Regions from separate parts of the Mus musculus genome. Here all the other regions are linked to region 1. A link is a contact called in public Hi-C, HiChIP or PLAC-seq and promoter capture Hi-C data. All regions are on one chromosome and are shown on one strand. The core of a region is the stretch at or near the end of the contact, and the rest is flanking DNA. Distances in the headings are between cores, read along the strand shown. Region 1 holds the start of Slc25a3 (solute carrier family 25 (mitochondrial carrier, phosphate carrier), member 3). Region 2 holds the start of 4933408J17Rik (RIKEN cDNA 4933408J17 gene). Region 3 holds the start of Ccdc38 (coiled-coil domain containing 38). Region 4 holds the start of Arl1 (ADP-ribosylation factor-like 1). Region 5 holds the start of Hal (histidine ammonia lyase). Region 6 holds the start of Utp20 (UTP20 small subunit processome component). Region 7 has its middle 8.8 kb from the start of Gm32688.

The links. Promoter capture Hi-C pulls out the DNA fragments that hold promoters and counts their contacts. A called contact is a pair of places that touch in the nucleus more often than the background predicts. HiChIP or PLAC-seq counts read pairs in DNA pulled down with a chosen protein or histone mark. Capture Hi-C pulls out chosen DNA fragments and counts their contacts.
Region 2: a promoter capture Hi-C map of adipose tissue shows a contact between it and region 1, with 3 times the contacts expected there. The contact joins the promoter of 4933408J17Rik here to the promoter of Slc25a3 in region 1. A contact is called at or near these places in 5 of 39 promoter capture datasets (the 3T3-L1 cell line, 3T3-L1-derived adipocytes, cranial neural crest and 2 more), 1 of 484 Hi-C or Micro-C datasets (CD8 T cells), 2 of 115 datasets of contacts at active chromatin or transcription factors (astrocytes and large pre-B cells) and 2 of 9 other capture datasets (adipose tissue and liver).
Region 3: a contact with region 1 is called in an H3K4me3 HiChIP or PLAC-seq map of stem cell-derived neural progenitor cells, with 6 times the contacts expected there. The contact joins the promoter of Ccdc38 here to the promoter of Slc25a3 in region 1. A contact is called at or near these places in 5 of 39 promoter capture datasets (the C10 cell line, embryonic stem cells, hippocampal neurons and 2 more), 1 of 484 Hi-C or Micro-C datasets (B cells), 2 of 115 datasets of contacts at active chromatin or transcription factors (stem cell-derived neural progenitor cells and thymic regulatory T cells) and 1 of 9 other capture datasets (liver).
Region 4: a contact with region 1 is called in a Hi-C map of B cells, with 6 read pairs. The contact joins the promoter of Arl1 here to the promoter of Slc25a3 in region 1. A contact is called at or near these places in 3 of 39 promoter capture datasets (liver and pre-B cells) and 1 of 484 Hi-C or Micro-C datasets (B cells).
Region 5: an H3K27ac HiChIP or PLAC-seq map of embryonic stem cells shows a contact between it and region 1, with 7 times the contacts expected there. The contact joins the promoter of Hal here to the promoter of Slc25a3 in region 1. A contact is called at or near these places in 2 of 39 promoter capture datasets (pre-B cells and stem cell-derived epiblast-like cells) and 2 of 115 datasets of contacts at active chromatin or transcription factors (embryonic stem cells and thymic regulatory T cells).
Region 6: a contact with region 1 is called in a Hi-C map of CD8 T cells, with 5 times the contacts expected there. The contact joins the promoter of Utp20 here to the promoter of Slc25a3 in region 1. A contact is called at or near these places in 4 of 39 promoter capture datasets (liver, pre-B cells and stem cell-derived epiblast-like cells), 1 of 484 Hi-C or Micro-C datasets (CD8 T cells), 2 of 115 datasets of contacts at active chromatin or transcription factors (large pre-B cells and stem cell-derived neural progenitor cells) and 1 of 9 other capture datasets (liver).
Region 7: a contact with region 1 is called in a promoter capture Hi-C map of pre-B cells. The contact joins the enhancer-like site here to the promoter of Slc25a3 in region 1. A contact is called at or near these places in 4 of 39 promoter capture datasets (the HPC-7 cell line, hippocampal neurons, liver and 1 more), 4 of 115 datasets of contacts at active chromatin or transcription factors (embryonic forebrain, embryonic stem cells, large pre-B cells and 1 more) and 1 of 9 other capture datasets (macrophages).

What each region holds. Positions count from the first base shown.
Region 1 is chr10:91,122,430-91,125,552 of GRCm38.p6, forward strand. It overlaps Slc25a3 (solute carrier family 25 (mitochondrial carrier, phosphate carrier), member 3), which reads right to left and starts at 1,538. Exons shown (of 8, transcript NM_133668.4): 1 at 1,487-1,538; 2 at 1,129-1,277. The coding sequence starts at 1,273.
Region 2 is chr10:93,588,006-93,591,128 of GRCm38.p6, forward strand. It overlaps 4933408J17Rik (RIKEN cDNA 4933408J17 gene), which reads left to right and starts at 1,408. Exons shown (of 4, transcript NR_045810.1): 1 at 1,408-1,765. It overlaps Snrpf (small nuclear ribonucleoprotein polypeptide F), which reads right to left and starts at 1,653. Exons shown (of 4, transcript NM_027246.1): 1 at 1,534-1,653; 2 at 1-118. The coding sequence starts at 1,536.
Region 3 is chr10:93,539,226-93,542,348 of GRCm38.p6, forward strand. Ccdc38 (coiled-coil domain containing 38) reads left to right here and starts at 1,407. Exons shown (of 16, transcript NM_175488.6): 1 at 1,407-1,584. Amdhd1 (amidohydrolase domain containing 1) reads right to left here and starts at 808. Exons shown (of 9, transcript NM_027908.1): 1 at 609-808. The coding sequence starts at 745.
Region 4 is chr10:88,729,939-88,733,061 of GRCm38.p6, forward strand. It overlaps Arl1 (ADP-ribosylation factor-like 1), which reads left to right and starts at 1,476. Exons shown (of 6, transcript NM_025859.3): 1 at 1,476-1,626. The coding sequence starts at 1,623. It overlaps Gm4925 (predicted gene 4925), which reads right to left and starts at 1,163. Exons shown (of 1, transcript NM_001037166.2): 1 at 1-1,163. The coding sequence starts at 778. The coding sequence ends at 380.
Region 5 is chr10:93,487,212-93,490,334 of GRCm38.p6, forward strand. It overlaps Hal (histidine ammonia lyase), which reads left to right and starts at 1,557. Exons shown (of 20, transcript NM_010401.4): 1 at 1,557-2,166; 2 at 2,663-2,723; 3 at 2,829-2,856. The coding sequence starts at 1,920.
Region 6 is chr10:88,825,391-88,828,513 of GRCm38.p6, forward strand. Utp20 (UTP20 small subunit processome component) reads right to left here and starts at 1,424. Exons shown (of 62, transcript NM_175158.3): 1 at 1,216-1,424; 2 at 28-108. The coding sequence starts at 1,260.
Region 7 is chr10:93,324,677-93,327,799 of GRCm38.p6, forward strand. No RefSeq gene overlaps it. Among named protein-coding and RNA genes, the nearest start is that of Gm32688, 8.8 kb to the left of the region's middle. Within about 2 kb of position 1,540, at least 127 of the 459 cell types and tissues checked have an H3K27ac peak or open chromatin away from gene starts, as enhancers often do. A contact at or near this core is called in the HPC-7 cell line, embryonic stem cells, liver and 1 more, where this site is marked.

The DNA of each region.
Region 1 (3,123 bases), core at 288-2,787:
CACTAGTATGCAGCTTTAGCCACCAGCCACAACTAGGTAGAAAGATGAGTTCTCATATAATGTAAATGACATGAAAGTCACTGTCAAATCAGATCACTAAAATTATTAGTATCTGTGAGATACTATTTTCTAAAACTTCCTGCATTGGTAATTTCAACTAAAGGCAGTTACTAAGAGCACCCTCCAAGGACAGCCCAAAATCAAAAAGAGCACTTAACATGTGCAAAGCTTGCTAACTTTAACGTTTGCTCCAGCTATTAACCAACTACTCACTTATGAACTAAGTAAGTCATACCTAGTTCCTGCAGTCAAAAACATACAAAGATTTGCTTTAGCTTTTGAAATCAGAGGAAAACGATAGGAGATAGTGAAAAGGAGTTTTCTAATCACGTTTAAGACGCATGAAGCACATGAATGACTGGGGTGTGGGTGGGGACTTCTGTTTTACACACACAATGTAGGTAACGTTTCTCTTGAGGCCTATAATTCAGCTTTCGGGTTTCTCTTGTACTTATGTTCCACTAGGATTTAAAACATACAGTTATTGAGTCACCCAGCTCAAATCCCAAAAACATAAACTCAAAGGAATGCACACCTCATATAATCTGCAAGTCACCTCCTTCACCAACCAGTAGCACAAAAGGAAGAGATTCCCAACCCCATTACCTCATATACAATTAAATGAAAAGATAAAACTTGGGAAAGGAGATCAAAGGAGAGTTTTCCAGGTAATTTTTAAAAAGGCAAGTCAAATAAACGTTATGGAGTTGCAACTGTGTCTGGCTAGTGGTTAAAAAGAGATTTTACCCAGTATACTTGGCTGACCAAGCGGGCTCACGGGGGAAGATAAAGAAGTTGGTTACCACCTCTCTGCCTCTACTCCCTTCGGGACACGGAGGTCACTGAGTGGCGCTGGGCCTGGGCCCTTCCACGCCCTTGAGGGAGGGCCAAGGATCCGACAGCGGCCTAGGGTGTCAGAGTTGCCATCCCAGGGTCAGCGAGAGACCGGTCCTCGGGTCCAGGGCTGAAGCGTCCTTCCCCGACCTCCAGTTCCTGCCCAGGACTCGGGAGGCAGAGCAGGGGGGCAGCATGTAACCAGCGCTCCCACAGGGCAGGGTGCGACCTCACCTTCCACGGCGGCGGCGGCCAGGTGGCGGGAACGCCGGGGCGGAGCTGGGGGACTGCGGGGACCCGACAGGCCATCGTGCACCAGCTGCAGGTGTGGCGCGTTGAAGGGGTTCGCCCGCGCCAGGTGCGCTACGGACGAGAACATCCTCCTGCGGGGGAGACAGAGGGCGGAGGTGAGAGAGACCCGGCGCCGGGCAATGTCACCGGAGCCCCGCGAGACATGCCCGGCTCTGCGCCCTTGAGGAGGTCACAGCTTCTTCCCCAGGGACGCCAAGCCCGGCCGGGCCCACGGCCAAGGCGGCGGCCACAAGGGACTCAAGGCTCCGCGCCGCGGCGAGGCCCGGTCGCGCTCACTTGCCTAAGATGGCGAACACCCAACCGCTCGCTGGGCAAGGTTGCGGCTCACAGAGGCCGAATGTCCTCCCGGCCCGAAGATCCGTGCCCTTCGCGCGGCGTCACCGTGACGCACGCAGAGCGTCACTGCGCCACGCGCCTCTCATTTGCGGAGAGGAGCGCAGAACCTGGACGTCATCGCGTCCTCCTAGCAACCCTATCCCCGCCCACGTCCAACCCCAGCCCTTCCGGCCCTGCTAGTGCGCAGGAGGATTCCTACTGCGCAGGCGCAGATCCAAAGCGCCCTCCTCCCCCACTCCCCTTTTTTTTTTAAAGTGTAGTCTTGGCCTTGGACGGGCAGGTGACCTACTCACTCTGTCCCTTCACCTTCCGGTGTTTTCTCCTTGGCGCCAGGAATTTTTACATGTCTTTAAGTGATTGCGGGCATAAACTTTTAAAGACATGAATGCTTAAGTGATACGTTATTCAGGTATGGAAGCTAGGATATCACTACAAGATCTTTGATCGGAATTCCTGCCATCATCGGACTTTTCAGAAAAAAATTCCATCACACTGACTTTTGACATAGGCATGTCTAAATTTTCCACCAAGTTCTGGTGGAAAGGATATACAGGAAGAACTCATACAATACATAAAACTGCTTCTGCCTCACAGAATGTCCATGGCCCCTGAGAACAGTCAGTCAAGGCTTCGTTCCTGGAGGCACAGGCATGCGCTGACATGAAAGTAACCGATGAACTGTGTGCGTGTAAGACAGGACTGTGTGTACTTCAGACATTTACAAGATCATCATCACTCTGATGTCAACAAGCGGGGGCCAAGTTCCACGAGGGAGAGTTTAGAAGCAATCAAACCTGTTGTAATTCTTGCGTTTAACATTTTCCTGGGACGTTTATCTCATCTTTATTAAGCCTTTTTATCTAACCCAAGACACCACTAGAGCTGGCTCCTGTATTGACTATTGTAGTTATACTAAGTCTACCTCTGCAGTCAGTGCTCTGCTGTGTCCTTTAAAAATTCTTAACATTTACAAACAAAAGACATTTTCATTCATTTTGCCCTAGGTCCTTCAAATTATGTAATTGGTCCTGGATAGAAGAAATACTTTTAGAGTTTATGAAACATCAAGAAGATGTAAAAAAAAAAAAAATGTTTACAAAACATCTTTCAGAGGTCTGGTACTTGATTCCTAGTACCCACCTTGATTCTAGCTCCAGGGGATCTGACACCATCTTCTGGCCTCTATAGGCACCTGCACTCATGCACACACACACACACACACACAGACCACCACCACCACCACCACCACCACCACCACCATTTTTTAAAAAACCTTTAAAGATGAAATTTATAAAACATTTTTCATAAAAAACTGAAGAGGTTTAAATTAGCCATATTTCTGCTGCTATGATAAAACATCATTTTGGCTTACACCTCCAGAGGGATAAGAGTCCATCATGGTGGGGAGGCATGACAGCAAACAGCAGACATGCCAGTAGGCCCCCAGGTACATAATGCTTCCAGCAATGCCACAAACCTCCCCCAAAGGGCTCTACCAAGGGACCTAGTACCAGGGACTAACTACAGGGGCATTTCTCATTCAAACCATCTCAGGGCTAGAGACATAGCCTGGTGATACAA
Region 2 (3,123 bases), core at 158-2,657, 2.5 Mb after region 1:
TCATGTAGCCATCCACGGAGACCAGGTAGCCCTTGTACTCCATGCCCCACTTAAGTTTCACCATCACTGGCTTCCCTGTCAGCCCATTGAGAAAGGGCTTGGGGTTGAGGGGTAGACTCTGTATAAAAACCAAAGGCAGCACTCAATAATTTTTGCTTACCTCAGCTTCCACCACCCACTCTCTACTGAGACACCAGTCAAGACTTTATGACACAGGGTAAACTCCGATCCACCATCACTTTATAATTTGCTGGAGGGTGTCTGAGAGAAATTTAAGTACCCATTTAGCCAACTTCATAGTCCACTGACAGAAACGAAAATATGAATTATGCAATTAAATGTCGAATGACAGATGGGAGTGGGGCAAGTGTGTAACACAATGACAGGGCACTGCCCTAGGATACTTAGGTCACTAGTTCCATTTTGAGCACTGCCGAATGGACAAAAGCCCCAAATACCTACATTATCCAAGCTCTAAAGGAATCAAAATAAAGGTACAGGGTGGTCTCTGCAGACATTAAAAAAAAAAAAAAAGCTCAATATCGTCAGTGAGAGGGCCTCTTAATGCTAAATCAAGAAGTATTATTCCCTTTAAATTCATAACCACCCCCATACTCCATTCCACTCACACACCATCCCAAAGAATCTTGGAGAGCACAGGGTCTAAATGAGTAGCCAATTTACGCTGCCTATAATTTATCATCCACAAACCACTTATCAAGTCATGTACTATTGTGACTTAAAAGAATGCTCCAATGGTCTCTAACTGCACTTGACAGAGCCTCATATTTCCTAGGAGGCGTTAAGGTCCCAGGCTGTATTTTAAAACCATCATTCTTGCAAGCAGCGGTCAATTCTTGTCAATTCCAACTGGTCAAACCTACTTTCTACTTGGAACTCGCGCAAGAAATACTCTTCCACCTGCTCTGTGACCTGGATGTCTGGTTATTTGACACCTTCTGGAGAAGAGCGCTCCTCCACTGCGTTATAACTAGGCAGTGCACCTCTCAGAGCATCCTATCAGCTCCCTGCTTAACAATCACCGCTACTTGTAATTGCTTATTTTGTTGTTATTATTTGACGGCTGCCTACCTCCCACTCCTAAGAAAACGCAGAGTCTACCTTACCACCCCATCTTCCTGGCGCCTAAGATCAGTATTAAATGAGTGGAAGGGTAGCCGGGGTTTTCTGCGCCAGAGGACAATCTGCTAAAATTGTCAACAGCAAGGAATAAATGGCGCACTGCGGAGCGTGCTAGGTAGAAATGGAAAACTCGCTTCGGTTTACCCCTACCCTGTGAGCCCAAACTAGGCTACACCTCAGGCTCCGGGACAAACAACACGCGGAAAGGTGGCTGGGGATCTCGGGGAGGGGAAGGGCTTCCGCGCGCGCGCCGCCAAGGCCTCCGACGTCGGGAGCAGGAGCGAGCGGCCAGCCGCGCGGCGCCTCGTGGGGATGAATGGGAGGCGCAGGGGGCGGCGGGCCCCGCGAGGCCGCCCGTCCTCCAGCCCCCGCGGCGCTCATCGTCCTTACCATCGCGACCACCGGCGAGCGCTGCACCCCGCTAGCCGCCGACTCCGCCGCTGCCCGCCCCTCGTGACCGGAGCGGCTGCCGCTACAACCAAGCGACCCGCGCTAAGAGAAATGGCCGACAAAAGCGGCCTGACCTTTCACCTCACGCCGCGTTGTCTCGGCTTCTGTGATTGGCCACCAAAGACGTGTTTACTGATTGGAGGGGATGGCGGTACTGTTTCCTAGCAACCAGGTAAGCGTGTGTTTGTGTCCACTGCTCAAGTTCGAAGTGGGAACGATTGAGCGACCCCAATGTCTTTGCTTCGGGACAAGGGGAAGCTAAGTGCCCTGGCGAACGGACTTGGTTTCTTTAGCTAAAGAAGGTTTAGTCTGTCCTTCAGCTGAAAGAACGAGATCGGGTTCTGGAGGTCATCCTCCCATAGATCCAGCACTTGGGGAACACCTCTGGCACGGCCCCCCTTTTATGGGACTGTTCTTTATTACAGAATGTCCGTCCACTTGCGGGTTTTTAAAGGAAGCTGGGGTAGCAAGACTACGTGAGTGCTAGTGAAAAGCACTCAAGTGGGGCTTTACAACAGTTGAAACCAGGTCAAGTTAAGTCTCGGATAATGTGGTGGCCTCTTGTCGTTCTGATGTCTAAGCATTCCCAGAACCAGAGGCCAAAGGAGGTCCGTTTACGTGTGTTTGTGAATAGGATGTGGGGAATTATTGACGCTACCACAGGTTAATCGCTCTGATGGAAAGTTATCGATCAGAACCCCGTTTAATTTCCCCATAATCTCAACATTTCAGTATCGCTTCACCTGTGATATGAAACCCGTGTAAAAAGAGTACTTTTTTCTTTTTCGGGAGATCTAACCCTATATGAACCTGAACGGTTTTTTGTTTGTTTGTTTGTTTTGTTTTTTTGGCATGGATTCCCCAAATAACTCGAGATTCGAGATTGGCCCAGGCCTAAGCCTAAAGACTGTCGTTTATATTATTAAAGTATGCCAACACATTCTGGGGGTGTTGGCTCAATGGAGAAGAGCGCTTTTCGCACGTGAAAAGACCTGGGTTCGAATCCCATCCCCACATGGTGGTGACTCACAACCATCCAAAGTTTCATGTGCCGGGGACCCATCTCTCTCTTTTGACTTCTGTGGGTGCCAGGCCCTCCCGCGGTGCACATGCGCACATGCAGACAAAACATGATAAAGAAAATTTTAAAAATGATGCTGCTAATCTCAGATACATTTTGATCAGACCGAAATCTTAGCTCGGATTTTTTTCCCATGGTAATGGAAGAATAATTACTGTTCCTGACACTCAAATATGCTCTACTTATTCAGTCAGCATTGACAAATTTATAAATCTTAAACTCACAATCCTGGGGATACCTAGTCCAACTTCTAATTTAATACTGTAGGTGATGAAATACTGGGAATTAGACTCAGACAGATTCATGTTAGTATTTTTCTCCTTGTATTGAGCTGTCTTCCGTATTCTGCAAAGGACCAAGAGTAAAATGCACAAGGAGAGATACGTAATAAAACCAAGACAGACAGAATATTTGTCTCCCAGGTTATGGGAGAAACCAAAGTTACAAGA
Region 3 (3,123 bases), core at 157-2,656, 2.4 Mb after region 1:
ATGAGTGGAACTCTGTGAGTGAATTCGAGGCCAGTCTGGTCTACAAGAGTCCAGGACAGCCAGGGCTACACAGAGAAACCCTGTCCTTTTTTCTTTTTCTTTTCTTTCTTTCTTTCTTTCTTTCTTTCTTTCTTTCTTTCTTTCTTTCTTTCTTTCTTTCTTTCTTTCTTTCTTTCTTCCTTCCTTCCTTCCTTCCTTCCTTCCTTCCTTTCCTTCCTTCCTTCCTTCCTTCCTTCCTTCCTTCCTTCCTTCCTTCTTTCCTTTCTTTTCTTTCTTTCTTTTTTTAAGTTCTTGATTGTTTTTTGAAACAGGATCTCACATGCAAACTCTACATACAGTCAAGGATGGCCTTAGACTACAGACCTCACCTTCTGCCTCTTGGGTGCTGGGACTGCACACCTGGATCAATATCCGGGATTTTAGAGCAAAAAAGAGTCTACAGACTCTTCTGGAAACAACAAAGCAAACCCACCAGCCAGTACTTTAGAAGCTATAATGGGATCAATGATCAATGATCATAATGAAAGATGCCCTGAAGGTGTTTTGTTGGAGAAAGAGCTTTCGCTCCGGAACCCCATCTCGCCTGTCCCCAGCTACTGGCTACTCACGTGCCCACCACCACGCTGGCGCCCTCCAGCACCGCCAGGCTGCGCAGCGCAGACCCGGTCAGGAAGCGCTCGCCGCGGGCACACACCAGCACCACTTGCTGTGCGTTCTCCAGCAGGAGGCGGTGGCTGCTCGTCATTGTCGCTCTAGCCGCTGGCGGGCTGCGGAGGACAGGAGAGCCTGCGAGCTGTGGCTCCCGGGCAGGGCGGGGCGGGGCTGGGCAGCGTGGGGCGGGAGCTGGCCAGCAGCCAGTGACCGGGACAGGAGCAGTGCCAACCAGAGCGCCTGGAATAAAGTTGGAATAAACTTTATTGTGGACGCCAGTCTTTTCAGGTCTCCTTTCCAGGTTTGGAGTAAAGGAGGTGATGGTTATATCACCCCCTCCCCAACCCCTAACTTCTGGATTAAAAACAAAACAAAACTGAAATTTAGCCACCACCGGAAGTGATCAAGTTGGGCGAGGTAGATGCGGTGCAGTGGCCAAGTGAAGTGTTGTTGGGAAGGGCTCACACAGAGACGTCAGTGGTGTGTGTGTGTGTGTGTGTTACAGTGACAGAAACAGAGGCAGACACAGTGGGGTGTGTGTATGCGTGTGGTGTGAGTGTGCATGGTGTGTGTGTGTGTGTGTATGTATGTATGTGTGTGTGTTAGACACAGTGACAGAAACAGAGACAAAAACACACTGTGCCCTGGGAGCTGGAACTTGAACCTAGCAAACTTGCGCTGACAGGCGACAGGGGCACGGGGCAGAGGCTCACGGTGTCCGCGTGACCCTCCTAGCCTGGCTGCGGGTGCCACGCGTGTTCGGTTGGCCAGATCGGCGCTTGGGCCTGGTAGTAAGCGGTTCCCAGGATGAAGGGAGCCTGGAGCAGGGAAGGATGAAGCTGAGACACAGAGTATCAGTTTGGTGCCTCTGTCTGCTTTGTCCCGACCGCCTTCTTGAAGGATAGGTCTCAACAGTGATCCAGACTTGTTGAGGTAAAACCAGATTTGACCCGGGTGTCTGACACTCCCCCCCTCCTCCCGAGTGTGGTGGCTTTCACACACACCACTGCACTCAAGGTTGTAGACAGACAGTATCCAGATTGTTTAAAGAACTGGCAGGCAGGATTTGTAAAGAATACATACACACACACACACACACACACACACACACACACACACACACACATACACATATACACACACACATAAATTTTTTGAGATTACAATGACATCATTTCCTGATTTCCTCTTAAACCACCCTTGTTCTCTTTCAAATTCAAGACCTTTTCTATGGTGTGTGTGTGTCCCTAAATACATAAATACAGCCCACTTGGTCTGTATAATGCTATTTGTACATATGTGGTTTTAGGGCTTCCCCCCCCCTTGGTCTTTTTTCTCTTGTTGAGATAAGTCTCACTGTGTAGCCCTGGCTGTTCTGGAGCCCTTTATGTAGATCAGGATAGCCTTTTAATTCAGATCTCTCTCTCTCTCTCTCTCTCTCTCTCTCTCTCTCTCTCTCTCTCCCTGGTTCCCCACCCCCACTCACACACACACACACACACACACACACACACACTGCACATCAGTGCTGAGACTAAAGACTATATCACCCTTAAGTTATTTAGTTTCTATGGTATGTTTCCTAAAAAGATAAGAGATTTTCTTCCCTTGCCCAGGCCAACAAATACTACAAGAGATGGGGGTGGCAGGGTCAAGGACTGAAAACAATACCATAAAAGCAGGCTTACTCTGCAAATCACAAAGATAATTTTGGGTCACCTTATAGCCATTAATAAAACAGACAGTAAAAATAGCTTCCGACAGACTAGAAGCAAATGTCCTTTAGGTCCACACCATGTTCTATAAGAAAATAGAGATGGGGTAGAAAAAAACAAAACAAAAACAAAAGAAGGAAGTTATAAAATAATGTGAGTGAAAACCTCAACAGCTGCTCACAAAGCAGAAACACAACCACAAATGTCTGTGTACTGCCAAGAGAGAGAGAGAGAGAGAGAGAGAGAGAGAGAGAGAGAGAGATTAACCAGGGGTGGTAATAGAGCTATGTGAGTTTCAGTCTAGCCTGGTCTACACAGTGACTCACTGTCAAAGAAAAAAATTAAAAGAAGAAAGGGGGTGGGGTGTAGAAATGGCAGAGGGTAGAAACAGAGTCACTTATGGTTAGAGAATTTTTATACTCTAAAATTTTAGCTAACCTGTTAACTTTTGGCAGGCAAAGGTAATTGCAGGGATAAAAGATGGGTTCACACTGGGGTTCAACAAATGCCTACTTCTGTTAGTTCTCCCCTGACCTGTTCTCAGGAAATCAATTGAAAATTTCCCCGAGGCACGGTTGTCTTCGCCTTATATAGCCACGCTTGCTTGTAGTTTGTGGATTTGTTTGACCTTCAGATAAAACGTGGGTCACTCGGGCTAATACTCGCATGTAAAGGAACAGTGGACATAGCTATTTTAATGCTATTTTCCTTGATTGACAGTTAGCTTAGGGATCTGACTGGCTAAAGTACCAGTTTC
Region 4 (3,123 bases), core at 226-2,725, 2.4 Mb before region 1:
TAATGCAGGCCGGGAGGTGGTGTTGCACGCCTTCAATCCCAGCACTCGGGAGGCAGAGGCAGGTGGATTTCTGAGTTCGAGGCCAGCCTGGTCTACAAAGTGAGTTGTAGGGCAGCCAGGGCTACACAGAGAAACCCTGTCTCGAGAAAAAAAAAAAAAAAAGCCCCAATAATGCTAGACTAAATCTTAGGCAGTTTGTAAATTTCCAAAAAGATGACCATTTTCATTATAAACCAGAACATAATAATGCAATGTTTCCATGTGGAAGAAAACTTCCTAAAAAAGGGCTATTATTATTTCCGGCGAAAACTCAAGAGCTTGAGATAATTGTACTTTTCTGTTTTGAGAAACTTAACAGAAAATAAGCCAATTTTTTTGTTCATTTTCTGCATTTGAAGTACTCTTCAATGACATCTTTCGCCTGAGATTCTTGGCCAAAGTCCTTAACCACCACACAGCTGCAACCTATCACTTTCCGAGGTTTCCCCTTTCGATCAATTTTGCAGAGGCCTACCCATTCCCCCAGCTTCTTGTTGTCATCAACCTTAATTAGGTTGATCTGGTGCTCAGCACAGAGGGTTTCCACCAACTTGATGTACATAGGTTTATCACAATTGGATGCAAGCACACAGAGATGGGCTTGGCGCTTGCCTAAGGCTTTGGCAGCTTCGTGAATTCCTCGCGCTAGGCCATCGTGGACCAGGGCGGTCTTCAGCACCTCTTGCAAAGCCGTATTGACGTCCATGACAACTCCAGCAGCAGTGCCTTCCTTAGCCATGGCGTGGGTTACAGGTGGATCCGACCTGGAGCGCGCCTCGAGCCTCTGAGAGGCTGCGCAGAAGCAAGACGCGTTTCTAAGAATTTTAAGAAACACCAAACCCTTTCACTATCGAAAACTACCTAACTTCCAACTCAAGTTGCAGGAGGCAAGAAGTTCCCAGTTCTGCGGAGGCGGAAGGGTGGTCGGTCAGGTGGCCACCCAGAGATCAAAAATTAGACACCTCGGGTACGAGGGTGCCCCGTGTTGGTGGTATGCAGTGACTGCGGGTGAGCTTTCTCGTTATTATTACGTAACCCTGGCTCCTCCTGCGGGAATGCATTTAGAGGAAAGTGGACCGCCTCCGCAGATGTGCAACCACCGGGACGCTGCAACCAGCGCCAGCATTCTGTGCCTTCGCTTTATCGAGCTTTTATTTTCCGTTGGCCGATTCGCCACTTTATGATATCAGAATTTAACACGAAAAAGTCTCATTTTAATATTTGAGAAGGCCTTATTGTCCAGAAAAGTGGAATCAGGAAACACTTTTGTCTTAAATTTTTTTTTGTTATAGTTGTGGCGTTCATTTCTGCTACGCTCAGAGCGCCTGGGAGTTGCATCGAAAGCGCCGACGCGGACGCCCAGACCTCCGTGTCCAGCGCGCAGTCGCAGTGGCCTTTCGCCCCGGCTCCCGCCCCCGCTGGGTGGACGACGTGGAAGTTGCTGGCCGACCAGGCTTGGAGGAGTCCGCTTCGGAACCGGAGTCCGGGAGTAGCGGAGGTGGCGGCGCCCAGGCTCAACTAGGAGTCGCTGCCGAGTCCCGGCCTGTCTCTGAGGATCGGCGAGGGCGCGGCGGCGGTTCATCATGGGTGAGGAGCGTGGGAAGGGCGTCAGGCGACCGAGGGGACCGGCCGGGCCGCGGGGCAGCTCTTCGCTACCTTGGCTCTTCACCTGCAGGGAGATTCCGCCTCCCGGCTCGGTCCTTTGCACCCGCGGGGTCCGGACTGATCCCAGCCCGGCCTTTTCCCCTCATCCTGCATCCCCCATCTCGGTTGGGTAGGCGGAACGGGGCGTCGGGTGCCTGGCAGCCAGGCAGCTGAAGGTTCACCGAGGTGTCTGATCCTTCGTGGAAGCTTGGTGGCATCGGGGTGGGTGTTGGGACTGCGTCACTTCTGAGAAACCCGAGGACCGGTGTTGTTTGTTGATCCTTGCGCTGCTCCTGTCTGCTCGCCCGCTGTAGTTAGCTGTCCGTAGATATGGTGGATGGAGTTAGGTGGATTGTGAAGTCCGGTGGGACAGGGAGTGAGATGTTCATGTCGCTTCGCTGATTCGCACTTCTCCAGGTGAGGGAACTACGGTAGACGTCCGAGCGCACCCGACGGTGGTGATGCTCCGGTACAGGTGGAGCTTCTAGGAGTTGCAAAATCTTCGGTTTCTGTCAGTATTTACTCAGTTTTCTCAGAAGTGTGTGGATCCGGTGCATTATAGTTCCGTTCGGTTCTCTGTAACCTTTCGGCGTTGTTTTTCCAAATCTAGACGTCTAAACGGGCAAAAGGACTTTGTCAGGTCACACCCATTCTTTCTGTATACAGCTTGCTCCGTGTTCGCTTTTCTAGAGTGGGCAGCTTTAATTCTGCCATTCCCCTCAAATAGCAAAGTGTAATATCTCTTCCTTTCTTCCTCCTCTCCTCTCCTCTCCTCTCCTTTCCGTGTGCGTGTGCGTTTGTATGCCTACAAGGGAGCGCTGTTGGAAGTCAACCCTTAGTATGCTAGGCAACGCCCTTCTGCTGAGCTGTATAGCCCCAGCCCTTTTAAAACTTTGAGATAGGATCTCACTAAGTTGTCAAGTCTTGAACGCAACTCACTCTGCAGCCAAAGGTGGCCTCAGACTCACTGCTATTGGTTTAGCCTCCTATTGGACCACTAGCCAAAAGGCCTTGCCTTTTATTTTTAAAATTGTGTGTGTATCCGTGTATATTATATGTTGAGCATATTCTTCATATCCCCCACGTTTCCGTTTTCTCACTTTCTATTGTGAATCTTTTTTTTTTTTTCCTCCCTTTAGTGACTTTTGAAGGCAAAGTATTTGTGCCACAAATGCTTTTACATCTCAGGGTGCCTTGGGTACATAAAGGTTCCTGGGAATATTTTATAAAGTAGTGAATGTCGGGGTTTTTTTTTTTGTTTTTTTTTTTTTTTTTTTTTTTTTTTTTTTTTGTCTAAAATATGAGTTTCTAATGCACTCAGGAAACAGAGGCAGGCGGATCTCTATGTGAGTTTGAGGCCAGCCTGGTCTACATGCTGATTTCCAGGGCATCGAGGGCTGCAAAGTAAAAGATCCTATCTCAACAAATACTGCCCCCAAA
Region 5 (3,123 bases), core at 307-2,806, 2.4 Mb after region 1:
TCATGGAATCACTCAAAAGCTGGGTCTACCTGGGATGTCAGCAAGAGCACCCGATAGTTTGGGTGACCTTTCAACCTGAGGGGTAGTGGGACATCTCAGCCTTGGCGCATCTGTTCATCTCCAGACATCAACATCTGAACAGGTATTCAGACAGGACTTGGTGGTGAATGAATGAATAAATGAAGGTGGTTCACATCTGAGGGCCACAGTTTTCCCAGAGTTGTAAAAGATGAAGCCCGTATCTGGGAATGAGCTGCAAGTTGAGGAGAGAGGGAAGACTTGGAGCGTTCCCTCTGGGGGGGGCATGAGTCAAAGGGTGGTGCCATCACCCCCACGGTCATAGGACTTGTTACATCAGTCTGCTGGGGTAAGCAGGTGACAGTCCAGAGTAAGGACTCAGGGTATGGGTTTCATCCCAAATTACACACATAATAGATTCTGGCTTCCCAAGGACCTTGAAGCTGTTTAAGCATAGCCACATAAGCAACTAGGATAGCTTCCTAAGCGGTGGGGTTCAGGAGGAGAAGAAAGGGTTAACCGGAGGTCAGGTCCGTGGGCAGAGATGAGCTAAGTAAGGTGGAAGGCCATGTCCTGGAGGTGGAATACTGAACTGAAGCTAACTTCTGTCTTGATAGCAAATCGAGATGTTGCCAAATTGCAGGGCACAGTCGGGGTGTGGTTGTCTGATGAATACATTTCGATAGACTGATGGTAAGACACTGGATGTGGATCTGGGTGTCTATCTACAGAGCAACTGTTCTAATGAAGTAGAAGGCAGGTCAGGGTTTCTGATTATTCAATCAAATTTCTCAGAACTGACATACTACTAAAGCGCACACAATTCTTTGAATCTCTTGGGCTATCAGTGTTCCTTAACACAGGTGGGGCAAAATTAGGTGGGGGGGGGTGCAGGGGAAGCGGTTTGGGGCAGGGAAGAAGCTTAGCTGAACTAGGGATATCCAGGGGGCAAAGATAAGGAATATTCACACACACACACACACACTCTTGAGGGCATGTGGAGTGTTAAAGTCCAAGTCCTGGTGAGAGTAATTGGGAGTCTCCCCATCCAGCAGGCACGGACCTCAGGGTTGACACACACTAATTGACTTTGTCCTTCCAGCTGCCCGTGGGGATATTCGTTTCATAGACGAGTAAAGCTGAATCCCAGGGGACTCAAATGACTGCGAGTCACACAGCCAGGATTTATCCCAGGTAGATGCCGCGAATCACGGCATTAGAGAATTTGCCTTTGGCTTAGGAAACGGGAAGATCACTCACTCACCCCAGGGTAGTGAGCTGAGGGCCTCCAAGCTACGGTGATTCATGTGTCTAAACACAACCTTTTCAGAACTGCTTTCTTTGATGGAGCAATGGCTTTGGTAGCACTGGGCACTGGCAGGGAGGCGTTGCTCAACGCGTGTTTGTGGAATAAATAAATGAATGGGGATTGCTACACTCTGGGTGTCACAATTGACCGAGAGGATGCGTTTTACCAATTGAGTAATTCCCTAAAGAGGGGAACATGGTGTTTATAAGCAGCTTTCAAGGCAGACTCAGAAAGGGAGAGAGAGAACGGGGAACCCTGGTCAGAAGGACTTCCAGGGTCAGAGAACTACAAGGTTACATTAAAAGTGGGCTCAGCTACCCATATCCCTGTCTCCTGCACCTAGTTCAGCATCCAGAAAGGCCAAAGGAACACCAGAGACCGCAATCAATATTTGTTTAAAGTGTGAATGGCTAAAGGCAAGGGAAGGGGTGTGTTCTGAAAGTCCACTCTCAGTCTCACTGCCAACCACACCCCAGCAGACACTCCCCTCCCTGGTAAAGGATAAAGGCTCTCCCCAGTCGAGGACTGTAGGAAAGGAGCCAGCCCTTGGTTACAGTGGCCTGCTGCTCAGAAGGGCTATAGCATCTGAGCCATGCCTAGGTACACAGTGCACGTGCGTGGGGAATGGCTGGCGGTGCCCTGTCAGGATGGGAAGCTCACTGTTGGCTGGCTGGGCCGTGAGGCTGTGCGACGCTACATGAAGAACAAACCGGACAATGGTGGCTTCACTTCGGTGGATGAAGTGCAATTCCTTGTGCATCGGTGCAAGGGCCTGGGCCTGCTGGACAATGAGGACGAGCTGGAGGTGGCCTTAGAGGACAATGAGTTCGTAGAAGTGGGTGAGTGGCCCTCAGGGGAACAGAGCCTTGGCATGTCCTGGAGGAAGTCACCCCCGTGTCAGGGAACACGGCAAGAAAAAAAGACTTGAGTACTTGCCCTGGGGGAGCCTCAAGCCTTGCTTTATCATCCACCTCCCCCTGCCCCCAGCCTGCAATAGATGGAGAGAGGCAGGCCACAGTGACAGTCTGGACTTGAACCCAAGGCTGCAGGTTAGAGTCCCTTGCAATGACAGAATCCTTCTGTAAGGGACTGCCAGAGTAGAAACAGAAGCAGGCTAGAACCAATCTTCCACGTACATCCCCCTGCTACCTTTCTGCTTTTTGCTTTCCTGTGTAAAGACGCTAAGACCGTGTGAAAATGTAGGATGTCACGGTCCAGCAGCCGTTGCTATGAAACACAAGCTCAGTGCATGGAGGGGTCATTCCTGGGTCTGACACCTGCCCTGATGTGACACCCTGTGACCTGCTAGGCCCCTCTCTCCCCTTCTTGTTTCAGTGATTGAAGGTGATGTGATGTCTCCTGATTTCATTCCGTCGCAGCCAGAAGGAGTTTTCCTGTATCCTTTGTGCATCCCCTTTGGTCAGCCCTGCGGTGGCTGGTCCTGACACGGTGGGGCTGGGGCTGTTCCACATTGCTAGTCTGCTCCTTTACCTGGCTTTAGATACAGCAAATACCGGGAGCCTGAAAAAGTAAGCTATTTTCCTTTTTGTGGGGAATATAAAACTCTGTCATGTCTGAAATATGCCTCCTTTCACCTACCACTTTAAGAAGGGGAAGGAGGAGGGGGAGAAGAGGACAAGGAAGAAGAGGAGAAGGAAGAGGAGGAGGGGGGAGGAGGGAGGGGGAGGAAGAGGAGGGGAGGAGGGAGAGGAGGGGGAAGAGGGGGAGGGGGAGAAGGAAGGGAAGGAGGAGAAGGAAGAGGAGGAGGAGGAAGAGGGAAGAGGAAGAGAAGGAAG
Region 6 (3,123 bases), core at 174-2,673, 2.3 Mb before region 1:
TGAGAGAAATTTAAAACTCCCTCTTACCTCGTCATAGCTTGCAGTTCTGTCGATACGGTGAATAATATCAATGTTCACATTCCCCAGTCTCTCTGCAAATGTAAGAAACTGCAGAGAAAAAGCATATTTAAGACATATTAGCATTCAATGCTTATCAGGTTTTGATATCTGCTGGAGTAAAACTACACCATAATCACATCAAATTCTGAACACAGAACGTTTTAGAGCTTCAGTGAGCAACCTCTGGACCATCACCACAAACAACAGTACCCTTAGCGTATCATTTCAGACCCGTGGTTTCTATTGGTCATAAAATATGTAACTTTTTAAAATAAGAGCAGCTATTACTTATGAAACACAAAAGGTAAATGTAAGAACTCTAAACAAAAGCAGTTACTACTTGAAGATAATAAATACTTGTACTTTTTGCATAACTTACTTCATCTGTATTTCTTTTTTCTTTTAACTTAAGTACCCTTGGAACAGGCTATGTAGCCAACGATGACCTTAAAATTTAAGTTCAGACCCTCTTGCTTCTACATCCCCAGGTCTGGGGTAACAGGCATTTAGCCATCACACCTGTTTTTGTTGTAACTGTTGTTGTTTTTAATGGGGATCCAACCTAGGGCTCCCTGAATGTTATTCAAACACTCCACCAACCGATCTACCTCCTACATTATGTTTTATCAAATACAATTTCCACACAGACTGGAACCTGGACGAACGCTTTCACACCACACCGAAAGCACAGGGATCTCGCTAAGTTGTGGGAACAGGTATATTTTTTAAAAACAGACAGACTCAGTTACAAAAGGGCTTGGAAAGGCATTATAAAGTACAACAGTAGCCAGCAGAAGTCATTCGCCACTTGCCAGCTCGCTCTACCCTCCTCTGTTCAGTCTTTAAAGTTAGAAGGGGGACTCGGTTGCAGACGATCCCCTGGGCCAATCAATTTGAGCCTGGAGTGAAGGGAGTTGCCCAGACAGGCCAGATCTCACCGCTAAAAGGCGGACTCTGGAATTCAAGTTTCCTCACTCCCCTGCGAACTAATGTTTTTTTTTTTTTTTTATACTGGCATAGTCTCCCATTTTCGCCAGAGCCCCGGGCAAGCGATTCCGGCTCTGCCCGGACTTGCAGGCCCTGGGGTTAAGGCGATCAGCTGGTCAGGCAGAGGCAGGGCGAACCGCGGCTCCGGGCCCAAACTCCCGCGCTCACCCGGTATGTGTTCTCGGTCTTGTGCGAAAGTGGCTTTGGCTTCATGGCTGCGGCGGGACAGCGGCCCGCGAGGGTCTCAGGACGACAGGAAGGGATCCGCGGGCACTGCGGAGGAGAAAGTTACTCCCACGCGGTACTCTCCAATGCTCCGGTGCCTGCTTTTCCTCACGTGTAGTTAGTGCCGCTGGGCGCCGCCATGTTGGAAAGCCAGGATGTGTGGGTCATGTGGGCGGAAGAGGCGGGCCGAGCATGCGTGCTCTTCCTGATTGTCAGTCGTGCAGTTTGCGGATGTACAGTTTTTGCTACATGAGAAGTTGGCCAACACAAAACAAACTCAGTGGTATTTTTGTGGACGTTTTGTTTTGTTTTGGACATTGTTTGTCATATTTGTCATTTGCCTGTTGGTCTTGATTTTCGTTTTTGTAGATTGGTGGTGATGGTGGGGTTTGGTTTGGTTTGGTGTTTTGTTTTTTCAAGACAGGGTTTCTCTAATCCTGGCTGTCCTGGAACTCACTGTGTAGACCAGGCCGGCCTCGAACTCAGAAATCCGCCTACCTCTACCTCCCAAGTGCTGGGATTAAAGGCTTATGCCACCACTGCCCAGCGTCCTTCCTTCCTTCCTTTCTTTCTTTCTTTCTTTCTTTCTTTCTTTCTTTCTTTCTTTCTTTTTTAAGAGAGAAGAATGTACAGTTGAATGGGTTGGGAGAATCTGAGAGGAGTTGGGAAAGGGAAAAACACGATCAAAATATATTGTATGAAAATTTTTAATAAAAAGGATAAAAGGGTTTTATTATAGAAAGAAAGCATAACCGTCACAACCTAGCATTAACTGCTGCTCGATACATACCGTGCACCATCAAAAGCTGTTTCCACCCATAATACAGTAATGCTGGTTATAAACTCAAAACGTGAAGTGTATGTTTGTTTGTTTTTTTTAAGCCCCCTTGGCATGCAAGGAAACCAAAGTTGGGCATCTTGTAAGTGACGATCTTCATTCACACGCAGACTCCGAGGTCCAGGTTTTAGTTTAGTACTAGAAAATAAAATCTGGCTCTTCACGAATGCCAGGAAGCAGCTCTACCACTAAGCTAGATCCTACAGCTCTTAATCATATATATAGAGAGAGTGTGTGTGTACAGTCGATGAGCCATGGAGTTATTTGCACAAAAATTGATGGAGGAAGGTCCAAGTGCAAAGTCCTTGAGATAAGATTTCATCCTAGCCTGGCTTGTGAGTAGTCAGAGCCCATCATGGGTAGAATACAGTGAATCAAGATATCTTTGCCTCCATTTATTACCTTTCCCATTGTAATCCATTTTAATCCATGGGAGTTCTGGGTATTTCTTCAAATCATGAAACAGTTCCCATGACTTTTGAACTGGGTTTGGTTGGCCAATCCATCATCATTTTATATTTTCTGTCCCCATGAGTTTTGTTTTGTTTTGTTTTGAGACAAAGTTTTTTTGTATAGCCTTGGCCATCCTTTCACTGTAGCCCAAGTGGGTTTCAAACTCAAAGAGCCCCCTGTCTCTGCTACTCAGTGCTGGGATCAGAAGTGTGCACCACCAATCACCACCCAGCTCCCTTCCTCATGATTCTCTGTGTTAAAGAGTAAGGTGTAAAACTGCCCCAATTATATACAAGTCAAACAATCCAAACGGAAATAACACTAGTAAGGTTCCTTATTCATAATAGACTTTGAATGTCTGAAATAATCCCGCATCCATTACCTCTCTGGTGTTTATGACAGCCCTGTGAGGTAAGCAGAAAGATATAATTGCCTTCCTATCATACAGAAAGAAATGAAATAGTCCCAGAGAAATTAAGCAATTTTGCCAAGGTCATGTGCTTTTGCTTGCCAATGCCAGAGCTTCTTACTCAGGCTTCAAAGGCCCTGGCACAATACTC
Region 7 (3,123 bases), core at 290-2,789, 2.2 Mb after region 1:
CAGAGGACCTGGGTTTAATACCCACTACCCAAAGGACAGTTGACGACTGTCTATAACTCCAGTTCCAGGGGATCTGACACCCCCTTACAGACATAGGTGCAGGCAAAGCACAAATGCATATAAAATAAAAATAAGCAAATTGTTTCTTTTTTTTTAAATGTCAAGAAAATAAAATGAAGAGTGCAAAGACATGGTGAGAGATTATGATATTCTTGACAGGAATATTGGCAACTTAGAGCAGGAGCCTGGCTGAAGAGAGAAGGAGGCCAACCGTTCTACATCGTCTAGGCTCAGTTCTCTCTGCTCTGGCACCATTACAAAACTCTCTACACAGCGACGAGGTGTCTTAGAGACGCCACTTCATGTCCAGAGCCCCCACAGAATCCATATGTCATACTCTGAGGTCTCCAGAACTGACCAGGAGCACACCAACCTCCTCCTGCTGTGTCTTTTGACTCCCCAACACAAGGACAACCCTACTGCTAAGCCATCCTTGTGGAGCTCTGGGGAGACTGTCTGGGCCCCGGAATACCTGGTGGCCAAGGAGGTTGTGGGATTTGGCAGGGGTGGTCAGCACTGTTGGTCTATAGCTGCCTTGGTTCCCATTCTCTCCCTCTGTCATATTTGCTGCATCTGAGTGTCTCATTATGATTCCAGCTGGGGAAATTCACTCTCCTGGTTGCTGTTTTCCAATCCATTTGACTGTGGTGAGAGAACTAGGTAAGAACGCCCTCAATACCTGACCCCAACCTTTCTTCTGAGACAACTCGCTGGCCCTTCCAGGCCCTCTAGCCCATCTAACCTCCAGTGGACAGGTCCTCTCCCTTCCAGGGGTTGGGTTTTGTTTTATTTTGTTTTCCCATGCCGATCTAACCCCTCCTTCAACCCACAGTTCTAACACCACTTCCTGCCAGAAGCTGTCCCTGAGGGCTGTCTGCCAGTCTATGTATGTGCCCTGATTAAATGCATTTAAAGCTCCAGAGACCTTTTCTTCATAGGATTAATGGCAGTCATACTTTTATACTTAGTGAAAAGGGGGAATGTTTGAACCACAGCTCAAGTTGGCTTACTAACTTATCTGATTTTTCTCATTTTCTAAAATTGGGCTCCCCATCTTCCATTTTTGCTATGATTGTGCTGGGGTGGGAGAAACTTAAACTCGCTATTAGAAGGTATCGGCCTCTTCCTGTTTAAAACAATCTGTTTCCCCCCCAAATAATCAGCTAATTCAAAGATGAAAATTGCTATCACCGTTACTTCCTGGCTTCCCTCCCTCCTCAGGCTCCAGGGAGGGGCCTCTAGCTGCAGGGTCAAAGGGTGGCCGACAGAGCTTTGGGCAGGGCTTGTGTGGGCTGGGAGTGGTCACCTCTGCTTCTGCTCTGGGACAGCTCAGCACTTTCTCCTGCCTTGCCCCAGACTGACCTGCAGCTTAGCCGTTTTGGCCTTGGAGCCCCTAAGAACAGTATCTGCCTCTGGGAAGTGTGGGACCAGCTTGGCGTCTAACCTTCAGCTGAGCAGTCACACCCAAGAGCGAGGGAGTGAGTGGTAACCACATTCTTGACCCACCAGCTTTCAAGCCTGCATCTTCAGATGGCTTGAGAGAGTATCTAGAGCAGTGTTTCTCAACCTGTGAGTCATGACCCCCTGGAGGATTGAGTGGACCCTCTTGGAAGGTTGAGGGAGAGGTCACCTGAGAGCATCAGAAAACACAGATATTTATATTATGATTCGTAACAGTAGCAAAATTGCAGTTATGAAGTAGCAACAAAATGATTTTTAAGGGGTGTGTGTGTTGGGCCAGGGGGGCTCACCACAGCATGAGGAACTATATCAAAGGGTCACAGCAACAGGAAGGTTGAGAACTATCGAGCTAGAGGAACTTCTTTGTCTCCTACAGACCACGTGTAGGCCCAGAGGAAACAAAGCAATCCAAGACTCTTCTTGTTAGAGAGACTGGACTGTGGATGCCGCATGGGTTTATGGGATGCCTGGAAGGGCAGAGCTCAGCTCATCTCCCCACTGCTACCTGGACACTCCCCAATCCCCGAGGCTTGCTCAAGGGACCTGAACGATGCGCGCTTCTAACTTATGCCTTTGTTTCCCTTTCCCTTAGACTCCCATCTGCTGAATTACATATACTACAGTCTCTGCTGCAAGAGACCACATTCTTTCCTCTCCCTATAGAAAGGCAAGCTAACCACCGCCACCTCCCGCTCCCCATGTTTCCTCTCCCCCTCCCCCGTGACCAGCAACAGCTCGTACACAGTAGTTTTTCTTCTTCACAAAGCCTGTCTTTTAAGATTGACCCTAACAGCTGAGTAATGACCTCTGTTTCCTACCTGGCATCCACCTTCTCTGGACCTATCTACTCCAGGGTCAGGGTTGGCGGGGGGAGGGGAGCCACCTCCACTTGCAGCCAAGCTCCTATTTGGCAATCTGCAGGCCTCTTGGTCACACCACCTACTTCACAACTAACAGTATATTTTGTCTCACGATTTACTCGGATGAGTTTACGGAGCCACTGAATGTCAAGGTTGCCAGGGACTACTTAGTACAGCTCCTTTATTCAGGAGAAGGAGCTGCTACGGGTTTCAACACAGCCTTTAAGGTTTGTGATAGGAATCTGGTTCCCTGCCAATACCTTTGAGAGTCTGAACTTTCCTGAAGTGATCAGGTTGTGAGGGCTCTGTGCTCATGGGTGGATTTTTTTTTCTTTTAATTGCCAAAGTAGGTTCTTGAAGAAGCACCTTGCTCCGCCCACCTCTCTCTTTGTGCAGTGATGTCATGTAACAAGAAGACCTACATGATACACTGGCACATTCATAGTGGTTTTTCTGGTTTGCAGAAACACGAGGAATCCATTCCTATTTTTTTATCTGCCTTTGGCGTCCGGTGATGGTGAGGGTAAAGCAAATAAGCAAACATGGAATAAATGAAAACCCCAGGCCCAGGACAGCTAAACTATCTTCATTTGTGTTCAAAGGCACCAAAAATGGCAGGTTTGGACCTTATACCTCCAGCCTCCCCACTTTCTGTTTTTTGTTACTCTTTTCCAAGTCACTGCATTTGTGGATGGCTGCTTGCTTGAGATCTCATCTGGCGCCAGGCAGTGGTGGCACACGC